Linked DNA regions of Mus musculus: region 2 is linked to region 1. A link is a contact called in public HiChIP or PLAC-seq data. All regions are on one chromosome and are shown on one strand. Each heading gives the region's core, a stretch centred on a gene start, on an enhancer-like site or on the middle of the called end of the contact. The rest is flanking DNA. Distances are from core to core; before and after follow the strand shown. Region 1 holds the start of Gpr55 (G protein-coupled receptor 55). Region 2 has its middle 17 kb from the start of Spata3.

Region 1 (3,568 bases), core at 710-3,209:
TGAAACCCACGGGGTTGCTCATCAGCCCTGCCTCCTGGGGCTTGGGAAGGATTCAGTACAGGCTGTTGCTGACAGATACAGATCTGGACTCTCAGGCACCATTACCTGAGATGATCCAAACCCCAGCCCTGCATCTCTTGCATGGATGATGCACATCTAAGGATCTTGTCACCTGAGCTCTCTGCCTCAGGTTCCTTCACTATAAATGAAGCCACTTGTAAGTGTTCCTGTCCTAGATGGTGTGGAGAATTAACTGACTTCCACACCCCCCAAAGTCACAGCCTATTGGCTAATCCCTAGGACATATAAAGTGGTGGGGGAAATGTCACCCTCAATGACATCTCCTTAAGCAGTCAAGGTAACTTAGTAATGCTAAGATTAAAGATGAAGATTAAATAATTAGAGTAGTGTGTGATTGGGAAGATACTTGATGACATCAGAGAGAGCAGAAGTGGGCACATCTGGGATGGGAAGCAAGTACTAGCATACTGAACCCACATTAGAGGCAGAGAACCTTCCCCATAACCCTGGCCGTCCAGTTCTTGGTATTGGAGAAGAATTTCTACTCTCCACCTCAAGATTTAAAAAAGCCAAGATTGTGTTAAAGATAGCCAAGAAGGAAGTGAATAATTGAGTTCCTATATCCTTGGAGGGTTTGCTAGCATTGTGTGGGGGGACACTTGGTCCCCAGATGGTGGCACTATTTTTGGATGTGGAGCTTAGGTAGAGGAAGTGGCGTCCTGTGATGACGTGCCTTTGAAGGTTGTATGGCAGCCTGGGTCACTTCCTCTCTCTGCCTTCTGTCCACGGTGAGGTGAAAAGCTTATGCCAGGCAGTCCCACTGTCATGATATTTATTCTGTCTCATGGTCCAGAAACATAGAGACAAGTGCTTTTGGACTGGGCCATCTGAGGGTGAGCCCAAGTCAATCTTCTTTTCACCAAAGATGCTTCTTGGTATTTGCTTACAGTAAAGCTAACTAAGACTGAAGATATTCTCATTGTTAAAAAGCCCAGGAAATAAAACCTTTGTGAGAGCAAAAATATAAGATATTGTAGCAGAATCAGTGATTACCATGCAACAGAGCCAAGGGAAAAATGTCCATGCATAGAGGAGGGGTAGGAAGGGATGGAGGGAGAAGGCTCACAGTGACCAAAGATAGAAACTTAGCACTGAAGCATGGAGGAGCATGGCTCTGAAGAGCGTGTGGAAAGAGGACAAGGTCTGCTCTAGGCACCAGAAACATAAAGAGAAATCTATCTTTTGAAGGGGCTCACTAGCCTCCCCATCCTCCATGTCCATAAGAAATAAACAAGAATGACTAGGCTAGCTGGGCATGGTGACACATGCCCTTAATCCCAGCCCTTGGGAAGCTGAGACAGATAGATCTCTGTGAGTTCAATGTCAGGCTGGTCTAAAGAGCCAGTTCCAGGTCAGCCAGGGCTATACAGAGACTCTGTATTAAAAATAGATAGATAGATAGATAGATAGATAGATAGATAGATAGATAGATAGATGATAGATAGATAGATAGATAGATAGATAGATAGATAGATAGATAGATGAAAGAAAAACTACAATTAAATTTCCTTTAAAAATGAGTTGGTGGCTGTGTCTTTGGGCAATGTTAAGGGGATCAGGGATGGCATCAGAGATGAGAAAATGTGCTGGATTTAGACAGAGGCGGAGTCACTGGTTCAGTCCAGGATTCTTCTCTTCCACTTCAAGTCAGACCTCCCTCAGCTCCAGTAGAAACCGAAGAAGATGAAGCCAGTGGTGTTAATGCAGGAGCCTGAATGCAGGAGGCCACCACAGTGACACAAGAGCAGGCAGGTCTCACACAGATGTCTAGAACTTCCTCCTTCTTTGAGCTCTCAGTCAACTTTCCAGGAAGGGAGAGGAGAGGCGGGGCATTCTAAGCGGCTGCTGTCCCTGCCTTGACATGAACTATCCAACACTTTGCTCTCTGTAAGCCGCTCATGTGACTGCTCTCAAGGTGGCCAGGCATCTTCAGTCTCCGTTGGTGGAGAATGTGGTCCACCTAGAGGGCAGGAAAGGGGACTTCTCTTGGAGACTTCAAGGCTGGGACTCATTGGTACTCCTAAGCTGTCTGACCACTCATGGGAACCATCTGGGCTTGGGGACAGAAGTGTGACCAAATCTGGGATTTGGAGCAGAGGTGAGACGTGTAGCTACTGTGTGGATGTAAAGGGTCCTTCCCCCACCTTCTCCCCTTGCTTCTCCTTCCCTAGTTTATCCTGCCTTCCCTTTGCTGCTGAGCTCCCTCCTAGGGCAGGTACCCTGCTACTCAGGATGATGCTGTTATCAATCCCAGCCTTTTCCCTCCCTCAGACACAAGCTCTAAAGGAGACAATGGCAGACTGACATATATCCATGGGGAGGAAGAGTCTGAATCTTTAGCTGAGTTGCTGGGTGTTGTTTATCTGTCCTCTCACTCCATCTGGTTTTGAGAAAGTTTCTACTGTCCGTCTTGGACAGACAGTAGACAAGCTGCAGAACAGGGAACCAGCAAGCACTTATTGATCAAATGAACTTCTGACCCCAGGTTATCGATGAGGAAGTTGACTAGGAGGAATTACAGAGACTTGTCAAAGGGGTGGGGCCACTCTCTCTGTTTGCTGGGCTTTCTTAGGAATCAGGGTGCCACTGGTGACCCTATGACTTTCTCTCAGTCACCCCATTCCCACTTCCTGTCCCAATTCCTTCTCAGCATGGCTGTTTCTCTTTCTCCGACCTTCCTTCTGCCCCTGTATCCAGCCCCCACGCTGCCCCATCCACTGAGTTGATCTGGGTTTAGAGATGAGGTAAAGGAACATCCAAGGTTTCCTTTTTATTGGTCAGCTTCCAATATGATGTTCCTGTTCAGTGTGTTTGTTCAAGGTGACCTTTGAGCAGCTCCTACTCCTGGCTGACTGGCTTTGAGCCTCTGCTCTTGTTGCTTGCAATCCTTAGACTTCAGCTACACAGAGGCAACCCACCCCTGTCTTCAGAGACAGTCCCCACTCCTGTCCCCAGAGACACCTCTATGTTTGGTCTTTCTGAATGTCAAGCAACCCTTGTGTGTGAGAAGACCTCTTAAGCTATTCTTTGTACCTCTGGCCTCTCTCTGCTCCCTGCCTCCCTGCCTGGCCCCGCTTAGGGTTAGCCTCTAAGCCTACACCCCTTAGGTTAATCCTTACCCCTTAGGTGAAACCCCTGCTGGGGCAAGTCTATCCCTCTGAATAGGTGCTGGGCCTTGATGGCTGAAGGGGTGAATGGAGTAGTGTCAGGAGAGGATGTGGTAGTGGAGAAACTCTTAGGTAAGCAGTCAGAAGAGCTTGCTTTGCGCCCGAGAAGGAACTGCTTCCTGGAGCTCTCTTGATGCCTGGTGCACTTGATGAAGTTGGAGGTATGTGCTCCAGTATCATCTCTTTAGAACCCCTTTGAAAGGAGGCAGGGAGCCAGCCCAGCTGTCAAAGCTTCTAGCTTGCTCTTAAGGAAGAGAGGGTAGGACGGATCAAGGCAGTGATCCCAGGCTTAGGAAACTCCCAAGAAACTTTTTTATTTA
Region 2 (3,899 bases), core at 158-2,657, 44 kb before region 1:
CAGTGTAGGGAAGCTACAAAATCTTGGCGTGGAGGAGAAAGAGAGAAAGATCTCTTTAGCATGTTTTTTCCTCGCTATTTCCCATCCATACCACAAACTAGACCCGCCCAAGGTGCAGGAGCCCCGCTTGCAGTGTGCGATGGTTAGTTGGTTTTTCTCTGAACCATGGAGGTGCCAGCTCCCTTGCTTTATGCTTTAAACCTTACAGGATGACGTTGACCACAGGCATTTTAGCTTCTGGTATTGATTTTTGTGGCTTTCATTCCCTAGGCATCATGGACAGAACAGGCCCAAATCTGGCATACAAAAGTCATCATGTGGCCCGCTCAGGAATCATTGTGAAAGGATCATTTGCATAAGACTCAAGCAGGTTGGACAAGCAAAACCAATGCCCGAAGCTGTAAGTTCCACGAAAAGCGGGCCATTTGAGTTCTGGGTTAATGAACAAAGTACTTTAGTGCAGGAGATGTGGGAACAGCCATCGAAGAGAGGACCATTTGCATAGATGGAGTCCACCAGCATTTCCCAGAATGCTTTGTGTTTTCTTCAGTGGTGAGAACCTGTGGCAGGGCTGGGTTTCTCAGTGTAGTCCCAGAATGAATGGTCCTTGCCACAAGACGCCATCACCAAGTCAGAAAGCCAGCAAGCTTAACCACTGCCTCCCATGCTAGGTGGTTTGATAACACAGTCTCATGTCCACATTATAATTCTTGGGAAGGTGACCTTATTTGGAAACAGGGTCTGTGCAAATATCAAAAAAAGCCTCGAGAGGAAATGATTGGTAGGACCATCATCTGGATGAACCCCCAATCCAAAGAGATGTGTCTTTCTCAAAGAGGTTCGGAGGAGGGAGGGACACAAAGGAAGAGATGTAGGCAAAGGCAGAGATTGGAACGTTACAGTTACAAGCCAAGGTCACTGGAAGCCCTCGGCTGGAAGAGACAAGACCTGGCTGTTGAGGGAATGTGGCCTTGCCGACACCTTCCTTCAGTTTGAGGTTCTATTCTACAGAGATGAAAGTTTTTGTTTTAAGTTACCGAGTTTGTGGTCTTGTGTTGCAGAAGCCCCAAGCGGTGAGCACACCACCCACGCACGTTGTCTGATTCCTGAGGTGTTCGCTGTATCCTTCCCCCTCCTTTCTTCCATATATGGCCTGTTTTGCCCCTCCTTTGTGGTATCAGCCTGGAAGGGAAATTTCATCCCATTGCTACATTTCCCACACAACACATTTCTTGCATCGAGAATTTCTTAGTGTTGGAGATTGGCGTTTGGAGAGAAGGTTCCATTCTCCAGCATGATCCCTGAGATATCTTTTCCTTGATCAAATATGAATGGCATGAACCACTTTGAACCTTTGCAGGGCTGATCAGATACCTGGGCACTAGCAAACCCCCAAAGACTTGTGCTTGGGTGAGTCTGCGCACACACAGGCTTCTCGTTCACGTCCCCTCCACACACACCATGCTGTCAGCAGAGAGACTGCAGAGCCTGGTCAACAACAGCCTCCTGCCAGAATTGCCCTTCAACAAGGAAGAACGGGGACTTGAGATGAATCTGAGCATAACTTCCTGAGAAGAGTAGTCATTTCTAGAAGAAGAATAAGACAGGTTCCTCAGTGGTTAAGAGCACTGGCTGTTCTTCGGGAGGTCCTGAGTTCAATTCCCAGCATGCAACTCTCGGCTGTCTATAATTGCAGACTTATGAATTCTGTTGCCTTTTCCTAATGTACAGGTATACATGCAGATAAAATACCCATATACATACATAAATAAATGTAAAAAAAAAGACAAGATCCTGCCATACATAGCTTTTATGGTCACTAGTTCATGAACAGTTCACATACCCATAGCAATAGTGTGAGCTACTCCAGTATGTGTTCATTGGCCTGCATAGACATCCTTCTGCCTGCTCTCCTGTGTGTCTCCTCTAGAACTTCCTAAAGAAAGTTATCATTATTTGGTCAGTTTTATAAGCTAGGTCCCTGAAATTATTCATCAGTACTTTATCATTCCCAAATCTACCCCATTTACACACACACACACACACACACACACACACACACACACACACGAACAAAAACAACCTTTGGAGATTACTTTCCTGTTTGTTTTTGTTCGGTTTTCCCTTGTATCTTAGTTAGGGTTTTACTGCTGTGAACAGACACCATGACCAAGGCAACTCTTTAATAAGACAACATTTAACTGGGGCTGGCTTACAGGTTCAGAGGTTCAGTCCATTATTGTCAAGGCAAGAGCATAGCAGCATCCAGGCAGGCATGGTGCAGGCTGAGCTGAGAGTTCTTTTTTTTTTTTTTTTTTTTTTTTTTTTTTTTTTTTTTTTTTTTTCTTTTTTTTTTTTTTTTTTTTTTTTTTTTTTTTTTTTTTTTTTTATTAGGTATTTCGCTCATTTACATTTGCAATGCTATACCAAAAGTCCCCCATAGCCACCCACCCCTTCTCCCCTACCCACCCACTCCCCTTTTATGGCCCTGGCGTTCCCCTGTACTGGGGCATATAAAGTTTGCGTGTCCAATGGGCCTCTCTTTCCAGTGATGGCCGACTAGGCCATCTTTTGATGCATATGCAGCTAGAGTCAAGAGCTCCGGGGTACTGGTTAGTTCATAATGTTGTTCCACCTATAGGGTTGCAGATCCCTTTAGCTTCTTTGGTACTTTCTCTAGCTCCTTCATTGGGGGCCATGTGATCCATCCAATAGCCGACTGTGAGCATCCACTTCTATGTTTGCTAGGCCCAGGCATACTCTGACAAGAGACATGAGCTGAGAGTTCTACATCTTCATCTGAAGGCTGCTAGCAGGATACTGGCTCCCAGGCAGCTGGGATGAGGGTCTTAAAGCCCACACTCACAGTGACACACCTACCACAACAGGACCACACCTTCTATTAGTGCCACTAATAGAAGCATATATTAAACCATCACACTTTGCTATTACAAAAACATCTGTAAGTTTTATTTATTTCATATTTCTGTAGATTCAAGAGTGCGGCACCAGCATGTACTCGGTTCTGGTGAAGACCCTCTGGCTATATCACAGTATGGCTGACAGCATCATGCTGTACTCCCGTGCAAGAGGAAGCAGCCACATGTTGAGTTAGAGAAACTCAGAAACCAGGTTTGCTCTCTGATAACAATTCACTGGTGCAAGCCAGGCAGTGGTGGCGCACGCCTTTAATCCCAGCACGAGGGAGGCAGAGGCAGGTGGATTTCTGAGTTTGAAGACAGCCTGGTTGGCAGAGTGAGTTCCAAGACATTCAAGGGTACACAGAGAAACCCTGTCTCTGAAAACAAACAAACAAACAAACAACAACATCATCCCCACCCTCCAAACCAAAAAAATTGAGTCTTGCAGGACTTAACCAGAACCCCTCAAGAACTACATGGAGTTCTCCTATGTCTGACTCTCCCATGATTAACCATCTTCCACGAGGCTCTGCTTGTTAAAGGTTGCATCCCCTCCCAGGACTGCCACATTGAAGACCAAGCTTCCAACACATCAACCTTTGGAGGCCACACAGAAAAATCATAATCGAACAGGAACACTGCACTGCTGGTCGCTCAAATGTCAGTTCACACAGCCCCTCCCACCACCATCTCTGATGGGCCCTTCCTTTCCCTCTCTTGTCAAGTTTTCTGTGAGAGTAAAGGCCACAGTCACTTGCTCTCTGTCATCTCCCATGGTTCCAGACTGCCTAGGCATTGTTGGTGCTGCAGGAATACTGGTCAGATAATTGAATAAATAGATGAATGAATGAATGAATGAATGAATGAATGAATATACTTTTAATTTTTAAAATATAGCGCCTGTGTACATGCATCTGTCCCATAGCGCACACATGGACTCCACAGCTTTGTGGAGTCGGGTTTCTTCTTTTACGTGAG

Evidence for each region. HiChIP or PLAC-seq counts read pairs in DNA pulled down with a chosen protein or histone mark.
Region 2: a BATF HiChIP or PLAC-seq map of CD8 T cells shows a contact between it and region 1, with 49 read pairs. The contact joins the enhancer-like site here to the promoter of Gpr55 in region 1. A contact is called at or near these places in 7 of 39 promoter capture datasets (the C10 cell line, the HPC-7 cell line, cranial neural crest and 4 more), 1 of 15 datasets of contacts at CTCF or cohesin (CD8 T cells), 19 of 484 Hi-C or Micro-C datasets (B cells, CD4 T cells, CD8 T cells and 10 more), 11 of 115 datasets of contacts at active chromatin or transcription factors (CD8 T cells, the HPC-7 cell line, Th17 cells and 7 more) and 3 of 9 other capture datasets (adipose tissue, liver and pancreatic islet).

The regions. Positions count from the first base shown.
Region 1 is chr1:85,959,446-85,963,013 of GRCm38.p6, reverse strand. It overlaps Gpr55 (G protein-coupled receptor 55), which reads left to right and starts at 1,959. Exons shown (of 2, transcript NM_001033290.2): 1 at 1,959-2,179. All of the region lies in intron 1 of Gm41905 (a long non-coding RNA gene), which reads right to left.
Region 2 is chr1:86,002,924-86,006,822 of GRCm38.p6, reverse strand. No RefSeq gene overlaps it. Among named protein-coding and RNA genes, the nearest start is that of Spata3, 17 kb to the left of the region's middle. Within about 2 kb of position 1,407, at least 19 of the 459 cell types and tissues checked have an H3K27ac peak or open chromatin away from gene starts, as enhancers often do. A contact at or near this core is called in CD8 T cells, CD8 central memory T cells, Th1 cells and 3 more, where this site is marked.